2 separate regions of the Sus scrofa genome follow, and region 2 is linked to region 1. A link is a contact called in public HiChIP or PLAC-seq data. All regions are on one chromosome and are shown on one strand. Each heading gives the region's core, a stretch centred on a gene start, on an enhancer-like site or on the middle of the called end of the contact. The rest is flanking DNA. Distances are from core to core; before and after follow the strand shown. Region 1 overlaps MXRA7 (matrix-remodeling-associated protein 7). Region 2 holds the start of PRCD (progressive rod-cone degeneration protein).

Region 1 (6,306 bases), core at 883-3,382:
CAAAGACGTTAATCTGATGGGATTGAATCCGGCAGGCTGATGTCTGAGCCAGACGGCCTGCGCCTTTGGGGCCTTTGGGGCTTGTGACCGTGCCCTTGGTTGGGAGTCCAGGACGGTCTCTTAGTCTGGACGTTTGAACCCACAGCCCTGCAGGCTGGCCCCCCTGGCTGTTCTCGCCCCCACATCCCTGTGCCTCGAGTCAGGGGGTTACCAGGAGCTCTCTGCTCTCGGACCTCACTAGAAAAGCTCAAGCCCATGACAGCAAGTGGAGGGCTTCTGCGTGGCCGGGACCGCTGCCACCTCCCAGGACACATGGGCTGCCATCAGCCTGGGATCAAGAGCTGATGACGCCCACGGCTCTGCCCCAGCCAAGCCCGGCCCCAGCCGCCTCCTGGACATCACATCTGATGGGGTGCTGCGTTTCTGCCCACCAAGATGCCCTCTGCCCCCCCCACTCCCGCCCCCGCCCCAGTGTTTGTCATCCCATTCAGAGCTCTAGCACCAGTCGCGTGGCTGCTCCGACCAAGAGCCCCAGTGTCTTCCTGGTTTTCTCTTTGTCCCTGTCCCACCTGCCTGCAGTGACCACATCAGCAGGTCCTGCCTCCTGGGCCTCCACAATGCCCGCTGCATGCGGGCTCACCCATCTTTCTGGCCACCGCTCCAGTCCATGCCTCGTCTGGGCTGTTCAGGTTCCCTGCCTCCCGTGTGCGCCCCACCTGCACCCCGCCCAGCAACCAGTGTGATCTTCACAAAATAGAAACCACATCTCCTGCTCTGCTTAAAGCCCCCCAGTGGCCCCATCACTCACAGAGTAAATGCCAGGCTCTTCCCAACACCCCCAACGGCTCTGCCTCTTCTAGTCGCCCCCCACCCCAGACACATGCCAGGCCTGGTGCCACGCTTCCTCTGCCTGGCCAGCCCTCCCAGCCTCGATCCCTAGAAGGGATTGCTTCTCTTCCCCTTTTAAGTCTCTGTGACCTTGGCCACCGTGGTGGATGTAAATTCCTCCCAGCACACGGTCCTCTCTGGCTTCCTTCGCAGCACTCAGTGCAGGCTGAGGTCATCTTTGATTTTGGTGCATTGTCTGCTGCGGAGGAATGTCAGCTCATGAGAACAGGCGCACCCAGAAGGTACTTGTTGAATGAATAAACTGCAATAACAACAAAAAGAAAACCCCATCGCTTCCTGCTGAGAGGCAGGTGCCGCCTGCTCATAGGACTGCCCTGGGCAGCAGCAATCATTTTTCTTTGTGCCCAGGGCCCTGTGTGTCACCTGCCTGCGTGCATCCCTAGAGCTGTGTTTTCTGCCCCAAAGAGGCAAACTGTAAGGTAGTGAGCTCCCTGATGCTGGGGGTGTTCAAACAGAGACTGGGTAGCTGGCAGTTCATCTAAGGTTTTATCACCTGGGGTTTTGTACTGGGTCGGAGCCAAGGTAGATCAGCGGCTTCTGACATATTTAAAAGCACTGGATACCTCTCTCCCTCCAGTGCATAAGGAAGCTCAGTGCAGGGAGCAGAAGCAGAACTGGTCTGGGTGGGGGTCTTGGCCCCTCTGCCCCTCCTCCCTGCAGTAGACCCTGCAGTCCGTCCACACAGCGCCAGGGCTCTCTCCACCCCGGTTAGAATAGTAACTGAGCTCCATCCTGTCCAAGTCAGACGGTGTGGTCTCAGAGGACCCTGTCCGACAGAGGAGGGAAGGGGCCCAGGGGCGAGCCTCCAAGGACAGCCCCTGTGCCCGAGGCTGTGGCCCCAAGGATGACCTCATGGCCCATGTGGTGGGTGGGAGAGGACAGCACTTGCCAGCAAACCCTTAGAGACTGACTCATGGAATCTGGAAGCAGGAGAGCTTTCAAAGCCAGGCTTCCTTGAACTGTACATAGCAACTGTCATCAGGGGGCTTTGAGCAGAAAAGCATCATCAAGTCGGCGTTTTAAGATGTCTTCAGAACGGGAGAATTGGAGGAGAATGGGGTCCAGGACATGGTGCCAGGATGAAGGCACAGAGTGACCGAGGCCAGATCAGGGAGAATTAGGGGGAGGAGGGACCCCAGACGTCTCCCAAAGGCAAGGAGAGCTTAGAAGTCAGATGGAGAGGAAGTGCCAGGCTGTCGTCAACATTCCTGGGCCATGATGAAGTGTCAAGTTGCTGTGACCGCAGAGAAAACCTGGACGCGTTGAAAGGGGCCAAGCTGGGACAAGAAGAGTTTGGTTCCTTGTCACCCGAGACATGTCCTGTCCAGCCGCACATGTGGATGGAGAGAGCTGGCCTGCTTGGAGCCTGGAGCTGTCATCTGGAGGCCAGGGGTGGCTGCCTTGTTTTGATGGTACAGGCGGAGAGAACGGCCTGGCTGTGACCTCGGCCGCCAGCCTGTCCTCCCCGCCCAGCACCGGCGCCCCGGGAGCTGGCGCCGGCTCTGCTCTGTCTGCTCGCCCCACAGCAACGCTCTGCTGTGAATGCAAAAGATGAACAGCCTCATTGCCTAATGGAATCCTTCTGGAAGGAGTGCCAGCACTGTCTATCCTGCTTCCGCCTGGGTGGAAGCAGGGAGGCAGCCCCTGTGCCTGGTCTCAGTGCCCATCTTAAGGATCTTCCCTGGAGATGGGGCAGTCCGCTGACCTGGCTGCATGGCGTGTGCTTGGGGGATTGTGCAGGCCCCCTGAGGGCTTCCTGTTGTCTCTGCTGTCGCCTGCTGCGGGGGCATGGAGGGACAGGCATCCTCATGGGAGCTGGGCCTCCCCTCTGCCTCCCTGGCGGATCCGTGATCCCCGCCCCTGGTCAGGTCCACTTTCTGGATGAACTAGAGTCGAGGGAGGGGTTGGCACAGGCCCAACAGGAGGCAGCCCAGGTGGCTGGTCACAGGATCCAATAGGTCCTGTTTGCAGGACCCAGGGCAGATTCATTTCCTTAGGCAGACAGATATCCGTCTCTCTCTCTCCATCTCCCCCCATCTCTTCTGACTTCAGCCGTGCGTCAGGCCTAGATGGGGCCAGGGCAGCCAGAAGTAGCATTGCGCTGCCCCTGGGGTGCGTACCTGGCTCCCAGGGGCTCTGAGAAGCCTCCTTCCAAGCCCCTCTTCACCCTGCTGCCCCTCCCCTCCCCTCTGCCGTCCCTCCCTCTTGGGCTCCTGGCCTTGGCGGGGCTGTCAGGAGGCCCACCTCCACCCCCTCCCCTGGTGGAAAAGCTGAATTAGAAAAGTATCCCAGTTTCACACAGCCAAGGAAACTATAAATAAAACAGCCTACGGAATGGGAGAAAATAGTTTCAAATGATGCAACTGACAAGGGCTTAATCTCCAAAATATACAAACACCTCATACAACTCACTAGCAAGAAAAACAAACAATCCGGAGTTCCTGTCTGTCATGGCTCAGCGGAAACAAATCTGACTAGGAACCATAAGGTTGCGGGTTCCATCCCTGGCTTTGCTCAGTGGGTTAAGGATCTGGCGTTGCCGTGGGCTGTGGTGTAGGCCAACAGCTACAGCTCCAATTCAACCTCTAGCCTGGGAACCTCCATGTGCTGCAGGTGTGGCCCTACAAAAAAAAAAAAAAAAAAAAAAAAAAAAAAATGGGCAGAAGACCTGAAGAGACATTTCTCCAAAGAAGACACAGACGGCCAACAGGCACATGAAAAAATGCTCAACATCACTAGTTATTAGAGAGATGCACATCAAAACTACAATGAGGTACCACCTCACATCTGTCAGAATGGCCATCATTAGTAAGTCCACAAATAACCAATGCTGGAGGGGCGTGGAGAAGAGGGAACCTTCCTTCACTGTCGGTGGGAATGTAAATTGGTACAACCGCTATGGAAAACAGTATGGAGGTACCTCAGAAAACCAACTACCACATGATCCAGCAATCCCACTCCTGGGCACGTATACAGACAAAACTTTTATTGAAAAAGATACATGCACCCCTATGTTCATTGCAACACTATTCACAAGAGCCAAGACATGGAAACAACCTAAATGTCCAATGACAGATGAATGGATTAAGAAGATATGGTACATATAGACAATGGAATACTACTCAGTCATAAAAAAAGAACAAAATAATGCCATTTGCAGCAACAGGGATGGAACTAGAGACTCTCATACTAAATCAAGTAAGTCTGAAAGGGAAAGACAAATACCATATGATATCACTTCTATCTGGAGTCTAATAAACGGCACAAGTGAACCGATCTACAGAAAAGAAACAAACTCATGGACGTAGAGAACAGACTTGTGGTTGCCAAGGGGGAGGGAGTGGGAGTTTGGGGTTAGTAGATGCAAACTATGGCATTTGGAGTGGATGAGCAATGAGATCCTGCTGCGCAGCACAGGGAACTATATCTAATCACTTGTGATGGAACAAATCCAGAAGGATAATGTGAAAAAAAGAATGTTTATAAATGTATAACTGGGTCACTTGGCTATATAGCATCAAGTGACAGAACATTGTAAATCAACTATAATAAAAAAAAATTAAAAAACAATAGTATCGCAGGAGTTCTGCAGTGCTGCGGTGGGTGTGGCGGCTGTGGGTGTGGCCCTAAGGAAAAAAGACAACAAAAGAAAGGCGTCCCAGAACGTGTGAGGTGCGAACTAGGCTTTAACCACGAATGGAAGGCCGAGATGCTGGTCAGTGAGCTGACTGGGGCAGGGTCTCAGCCCCGGCCCTGCTGTGGGAACCTGCCAGGGTGACAGCAGCTGTCTGTCCCAGAGCATGTCGTGATTCTCAGCGTTCATGAAAGTGACTTACTTTCACCGCAGACCGCGTGGCTTAAACAGCAGGAATTTGTCTTCTCTGGAACACTGAGGTCAAGGTGTCAGTGGGTTCAGTCTCTCCGAGGCCTCTGTCCTCTGCTGCAGGTGCTGCCTTCCCGCTGTGTCCTCGCGGGGTTTTTCCTCTGTGTGCTCACACCCCAGGTGTCTCTCTGTGTGTCTACATTTCCTCTTCTTGTAAAGACAGCAGTCAAAGTGGACTAGGACCCCTCCTAATAATCTAATAATCTTTTTTGTTTATTTGTTTGTTTTTTGAGGGGGGGTTGTTGGCGGCACTTGCAGCATGCAGAAGTTCCCGAGCCAGGGATCAAACCTGCACCACAGCAGCAACCGGAGCCACAGCATTGGCAATGCCAGGTCCTTAACCCACTGAGCCGCCAGGGAACTCCTCTAATAACCTCTGTAGGCCTTCTGTCCAAATACAGTCAAAGTCTGGGGTACTGAGGGTTGGGACCTCAATGGATGAATTTGGGGAAGGACACAATTCTGCCCCTAACGTCGGGGACTATACAGCACATTGACGAGGGGTCAGCAGTGATGGTGGCCTCTTGTGATGTCTGCAGCCAGAGCTCTGAGCAGCTGCTGGGTTCATCCTGCCCCCAGGCTTGACCCTGGCAGAGTGGTGTACAGGACGTGAGTCGCTCCCACAGAGAGGGGACAGGGGTGGAATGGCATCGGGGTGGCCATGGTGGGGGACTCTCCCCCCACCCCCCACCCCGGTCACTCTCTGCAGCTCCCAGCTCTTAAGCTTCCAGTTCTGGGACCAGAGATCCCTTGGGCCCAAGAGGAAGTTGGGCCCGTGGGTCACATCCACCCGCCAGCGGCATCACATTGTGTGTCGGGGGGTCTGATTGGGCGGTTCCCCCAGGCTTCAGGGGCACCTTCTGAAAGAAGGGGTTTCTCTGCAGACAGGAAACAGTAAGTGCCCAATTCAAGCGTGTGGTCCAGAGTTCACTACGTCTCACAATAAGAAATCCATTTTATTTTATTTATTTTATCCCCGTAGATAAAGTCAGAGAAGTTTTGTGAAATGGTATCTACCTCTCCCCCCGCCCCACACCACTGTTTATCTTTAATTTCACTCTGGCACACAGGAGTGCCCCCAAAGTCTTAGTGCAGTTTTAAGTGTAAATGCCACAAACCTACAGAACACCTCGGTTGAGTATTTACTTATTTAAATTCCTTTTGTACTTAGTTTCCTGACATTTGAAAGCCATGTTCTTTCAATTTTGTGCTTTGCCGTGTCCAGAATCTGGACAGACAGGCAGGCAGCGGGGTCCTTTGCTGTTTGCACCCCAGACATCTGGTTGACCTCCCTTGAGGCCAAGTCCAAACTGTCAGATGGGCATCCAGTCCTCCTAAGATCACAAGGCTGGAGTCACAAAGGCAGTCCCTTCAATCGCTGACCTTCCACCCATGAAAGGTTTTTTCAGAATCTCAAAATGAGCTAGAAAATCGTCAATATATTTAAAATATAAAATGCAAATACCTTTCAAATGTCATTTTTCAGTATGTTTGTAGCATTTATGCTTCTGAAA
Region 2 (5,703 bases), core at 828-3,327, 150 kb after region 1:
CGGAGAGGGAGGAAATCCTGAAGTTCCCCAAACTTCACCCCCTTCTAAAGGCCACATGGCTTCAGCCTAGGCAAGAGTTAACTTTCTGGCCACTGGAGACAGCGTCCTGCCCGCAGGGGCTGCCCAGCCAATGGCACGCAGTGCTGATGACGTCATGCTCCTCCTGGGCCTCCTATTGGGGCCTGGACAGCGAATCCTGCCGGAGGTTCAGGCCGCGGAGCTGCTGAGCGGGTGGGGGCAGCGGCAGCGGGAGGGGGAGGGGAAGGCAGCAAAGCCACGCAAAGCGGCTTCTCCCTCACCCCTCTCTCCACTCCCCCTGCGCCTTCCAAGAGAAGGGACCCCGGGGACCACCTGCACTCGGACGAGCGAGGCAGAGCAGTTTGGGTTCCGAAGAGAGGCTGGGGCCTCCCATCCCCAACTGAAGAAAGCCCTAGGCATGCAGGGAACCGGGTAGCTGGGGCCAGGGGCACGCACACACGCACGTCCCCACGTACACCCCCCAGGCCTGGACAGGGGACAGCGGCCGTGTCCTTAGCAACACCCTCCCTCCCCCGCCCCAGACTCTTGAGTCTTACCTGCCTGAGGGTTGGAGGTCTGTTTCCAAACCGCTGCCCGAGACTGCCCCATCTACTCCACTGGACTCTCTGCGGGAGGGAAAGAGGCAGGCAGGGCTGTGGGCAGCGCCCGGACCCCCGCCCCCTCTCCTGCTTCTCTGCGAGACCTAAGCCTAAGCCACGTTGGGCTGTGGGACCAGAGGTTGTGCCCCGTGTCTTTGAAGAGCTCCAAGCGCCCCCTCCTTGGAAGGGGAGACTCTCGGGGGTGCCCCTTGTACTCCCAGCCTCCCGGGAGTCCATGCAGCCCCTGACCCCTGCAGTCCGCAGCTCGGCTATAACCCAGCCCAGCGGTTTCTCCCCCGCCCCAGCCCACGGCCCAGCCAGGTTCTCACGGTTGGACCCGGTTGGCGAATCGGCGGCGCCAGAGCATGGCCAAGGTGCTGAGCAGGAAGAGGGTGGTGCACATGGCTCAGCTGCCCCATCCCCTCTGAGACCCAGGCGCAGAAGAAGGCCAAGATGGCCCCTGCCAGCTCTCACGAGCCACTGCCTTTGTCCCGAGGTTCCTGCTGGCGATGGATTAGGAGGCTCAAGCTGATTAGCAGGGTCAGCAGACCCGACCTTGTGAAGACCGATTAACCTCACTGGGCCCAGGTTTTCCCCCGGCAGTGGGCAGCGGCAGGGTATCTTGACCTCAGTCTGCTCTGGGTGGGGATATGACTAAGCCCTGGGCTTGGCCCTCAAGGGGCTTGCGGTCTAGACAAACGCCCTGGCAAGTTAAACCGATGAGCACAACTGGGAGATCTAGGCGGTTAAGGCGCCTACAGAGCACTCTGGGAGTCGTGAGCATCAGGGGAAGCTTCAGAGAGAAGCCGGGTTGTTCTGAGTTTGCAGGGGCTCAAGGAAGGATGGGCCCGCGGACAGAAGACTCTGCCGGGGCTGTAGGCATGAAAGCGCCTGGCATGTTGCAGCAACTGGAAGTTGAGTATTGGTGGGGCAATGACGTCATGGGGGGGGGAGGAGAATATAGATGATGAAGCCAGGAAGACAGGAGAGGCCAGGGAGTGAAGGGCTGGCTAAGTGGTTCACTCCTGACCCCAGGACAATCTTTTCCACACACTTCTGATTACACGTCCTCTTCAGCAAAGGGCAGAATGTAAGTGTAATAGATACACACATCCACTTATAAATTATATGCTCTGTTACCGTGCAGACACAGTCCTCTACCAGCGACACCCATAGAACTTGTAAAGGATGAGATAAAAGCAAGCAGAAATAAGATTTCTCCTACTTCCTGTCCACTTCTGGGTGGAACCTCTCAGGGAGCTGTTTGGAAGGCCATGGTGCTGGCTCTGAGCCCGTCAGAGGAGTTGAGTGGGGGGACCCAGCACAGTGTCCTGGTCCAGGTGACGTGCAGAGCACAGATCAAAAGCCAGGACGTGGCGGAGTTCCCATTGTGGTGCAATGGAAATGAATCCAACTAGGAACCACTAGATTGTGGGTTCCATCCCTGGCCTTGCTCGTGGGTTAAGGATCTGGCGTTGCCGTGAGCGGTGGTGTAGGTCACAGACACGGCTCAGATCCTGCATTGCTGTGGCTGTGCTGTAGGCCAGCAACTGTACCCTAGCCTGGGAACTTCCATGTGCCAAGAGTGTGGTCCAAAAAAGCAAAAAAAAAAAAAAAGCCAGGACATGGGTCTGAGACTAGTGAAAGAAGCTGAGCCCACCAACCCTCCTCAATCCCTCTCTAAGACCCCAGAAGGGGGCACTGGATTTTCCCTCTCTCAGCTGAGCTCTGAGCCACAAGAGGCCTCTTGCCCTGGGTTCCAGTAAAGGACCTGAACGCTGGGCTCCAGCGAGGCCCGAGCTGGGGCTGTGCCAGGGCTCTCTGTTCTGACATAGGGTATTTTTTCTCGTCACGCTTGTGGCATAGGGGAGTTCGAGGGCCAGGGATCAAACCTGTGCCACAGCAGCACCCCAAGCTGCTGCAATGACCACACCAGATCCTTAACCCACAGCGCCACAAGAAAACTCCTGAAATAGGTTTTTTAAAATAGGCACATAAAGCAGAGCCAAAGAGGAGCCACCACCTCTTGCACTACTGGAGCAGTGGACACAGAGCTGGAAAGGGCAGGATCACCAGGGAGCCTTGGGGAGAACTGGACACACCCCGCATGCGTGGTCACGTGTTTCAGCCGCTTGCAGCCGCCGCTGTGGGCCTCAGGCTTCAACTGGGACTCAGAGGTGGGACCCGGCCATACCGGGACTGAGCAGCTGCTTGCAGGGTGGGGACTGGGTGGCTCTCAGAGACGCAGTCCCCACCTCTAGTCTAATGGTGGTCCCACCTCCCGGAGAAGAGCAATTCTGTGGTGGACACGGGATTCCATCCACAGAACCCTTCCCTAATCGGGGCCTTGCTGGCTACGATGTCTCCAGCGGCCTGGGCCTCCCGAGACTTCTTCACACCGCTCCCCCCCAACCCAGGTTTGGGGTGCCTGGGACTTTGCTCCGCCTGGGCTGGTATTAGGGGCCACTCGCCCCCTGCTTTGGGCCTGCCTGTGTCATTTACAAGCCACCCGGGGCCTTCTTTCTGAGGCCACGTGCTGCTCCGAGGGGAAGGAGCGCTGGCGGGAAGGAAAGGGGGGGCGCAGGCCTCTGGTGATCAAGTTTGACAGCCGCCCCCTCCTCATCCCCGCGGCGGTGTTTTCCTCTAGGGTTCTTCCTCTAACCCCTCCGGAGTCTGGGGTCCGGAGCCCGGGCGAGAGCGCCGCGGACCCCAGCGGCTGGCCCGGGAGAGGCCGGGAGCGAGGGGGAGCTCAGCTCGGGTCGCGGGCGGGCGGGCGGGCGGCCACGCCGCAAATGCCTGGCAGTGTTTGACTTCGAGTCAGTTCCCCGCCGCGGGAAGGGTGCTCACACGCACACGCCCCGACACCGCCCGTCTGGGGAGCGGGGACCGGGGCCCCCAGACCCGCACCCGCCGCGGCGCACTCCTGCGTGGCCAGCGCGGCCCTGCGCCGCGTGACCGCCCCCTCCTGCCGAGACCCCCGGCCCCCTCGCCACGCCCACGCCCCAGCCCCACCCGGCGGTCCAACTCCGCGGTGGCGAGGAGGGCGGGCGGGTGCCCGCCGCGTCGCCCCCACCCCGCCCAGCCTTCACCTTGCCGGAACTGGCTCGCGGACGCGGGCTGGAGGGGTTGGAGCGGATTTATTTTTTTTCGCATTTTTCCAGCAGACCACATCCCCGCCCCCCGCTCGCGGTCCCCCGCCCCCTGCACATATACCCTGCACAGACACACACACACAGACACACACACACACACACACACACACACACACACACACACAGAGCCGGCGCGCACAGACACGCTCCCTCCCTCCGGCGCGCTCTGCCACTCGCCCGCCCGCCCGCCGCGCACGCAGCCGGCCCCGGCTCCCCGCGCTCCGCGCTCCGCGCCCCGCGCCCCGCCGCCGCCGAGCGAAGCCGGGCTGGGCTTGGAGCTGCTCATGGAGAAAGTGCCGGGCGAGATGGAGATTGAGCGCAGGGAGCGGAGCGAGGAGCTGTCCGAGGCGGAGAGGAAGGCGGTGCAGGCGACGTGGGCCCGGCTCTATGCCAACTGCGAGGACGTGGGGGTGGCCATCCTGGTGAGGTAGGTGTCACCCCGGCTCGGCCGGGCCCGAGGACGGACGGCGGCAGCGGCTCGGGCAGAGGCGGGCTCGGCTCGGGTCCGAGCTGCGGCGCCACCTCCCCTGCTGCGATTGGGGCCCGGCCGGTCGGCCAGTCGGAGTGCGGGCAGCGGCGTGGGGCGCCTTGGGGTGGGCGAAGCCCCGGCCGAGGCTTTCCTAGCTCTGGGTGAGGGGCTCCGCAGGAACTAGGGACCAGAGCCAGAAGGAGGGCACCTCCATGCGTCTCCTCTTGCGACCTCACAACTCCGGCTCTGCCGGCCAGCCGTGCCTTCCTCACCAGTGACCCCAGCCCCCCAACCGAGCCGAGGTGGACACACATTTACCAGCCTCTCCAATGGGGGTGTTGGGGGCTCCCCATTCTAGAGACAGGAACACTGAGGCTCCACCAAGAAGGACAAAGAGGAGCAAACCCTTTCTCCAGCTCAGCCCCCTTCTGCATCCAAAGACTCTTGGAAGAACAGAGCAAAGGGCAAAAGAATAGAGGGCGGAGGGGGCAGACCCCAGAGGTGTACTTTTCCCAGCTGGCCCCTTCCTGCTCCCCGGACCCGGCCAGCAGGGAGCTCCCAGGTGAGGCGCAGGTGAATGCAGAAGCCTACTGTTCCTGCTGAGTTTAGGGAAGGGAGAGGCTGCAGGAGACAGGGCCCCACCCCGAAACCCCCATCTGGGGAGGAAAGGGGTCGTTCAGGCCCCTCATGCCCCAGAGGAATGCAGAGGAACTCTTAATCACACACCCACACGCCGGGGCATATACACACCATTCCTATACAGTTAATGTCCCCGAGCCGCACCAGCCCGTAACTGGTACAGCAGCGGCAGATCCATGCTGGCTTCCCACACGTGCTGATCCCTGGAAGTGCAGGCAGGGAGGCCCCAGACCACGCTCGCCCTCAACCCTCTGTCCTTGGCAGAGGGAAGCTGTCAAATCTGGGACAGATCGAGGCATCTCGTTGCGATGGGGTGAGACCTCTCTCGTGGAAGGGACCGTTGACGTTCACGCCTGTCTCCCAGGCTTGGCCCCCTTTCTGGCTCCTCTTTCTCTCCCACACTCTCCCGCCTGCCTCCCCCAAGCCTGGGACTTACCCAGCTTCATGTTGGTGTGCCCTGATTCCAACTTAGAAGCAGATTCAGGAGGAAAAAGAGCAAGACGCACTCTCCAAGAGTTCCAGGAGGATGTCTGAGAAAGGGACAGCTGTTTTGGCAGCTCCCAGGCCCAGAAGCACAGCCGGGGGTGGTGGGGAAGCCAGGAGGGGATTTCAGATCCCAAAGCCATCAGACACCGGGAGGTGCAGATTGGCACGTGCCAGCACCCACACAATCACCCGGTGGGTAGTGGAGTCCCAGATGCGCCAGACTGCCTCCCCGGAGGGCGGCCCTCAGCAGTGCGGGCCCGTGTGGGCCACCAGGCCTCAGGATGCAGCCAGGCACGCACTTGGGTCACCAAGAGGAAAGGAGGCAAAGTCCACAGGACCT

The links. HiChIP or PLAC-seq counts read pairs in DNA pulled down with a chosen protein or histone mark.
Region 2: a contact with region 1 is called in an H3K27ac HiChIP or PLAC-seq map of skeletal muscle. The contact joins the promoter of PRCD here to the enhancer-like site in region 1. A contact is called at or near these places in 1 of 47 Hi-C or Micro-C datasets (embryonic fibroblasts) and 2 of 2 datasets of contacts at active chromatin or transcription factors (alveolar macrophages and skeletal muscle).

The regions. Positions count from the first base shown.
Region 1 is chr12:4,828,144-4,834,449 of Sscrofa11.1, forward strand. The region is part of intron 1 of MXRA7 (matrix-remodeling-associated protein 7); the gene reads left to right. Among named protein-coding and RNA genes, the nearest start is that of MXRA7, 9.0 kb to the left of the region's middle. Within about 2 kb of position 2,133, at least 43 of the 83 cell types and tissues checked have an H3K27ac peak or open chromatin away from gene starts, as enhancers often do. A contact at or near this core is called in embryonic fibroblasts and skeletal muscle, where this site is marked.
Region 2 is chr12:4,974,617-4,980,319 of Sscrofa11.1, forward strand. PRCD (progressive rod-cone degeneration protein) reads right to left here and starts at 2,078. Exons shown (of 5, transcript XM_013989871.2): 1 at 947-2,078; 2 at 576-644. The coding sequence starts at 1,020. CYGB (cytoglobin) reads left to right here and starts at 2,629. Exons shown (of 4, transcript XM_021066574.1): 1 at 2,629-4,196. The coding sequence starts at 4,054.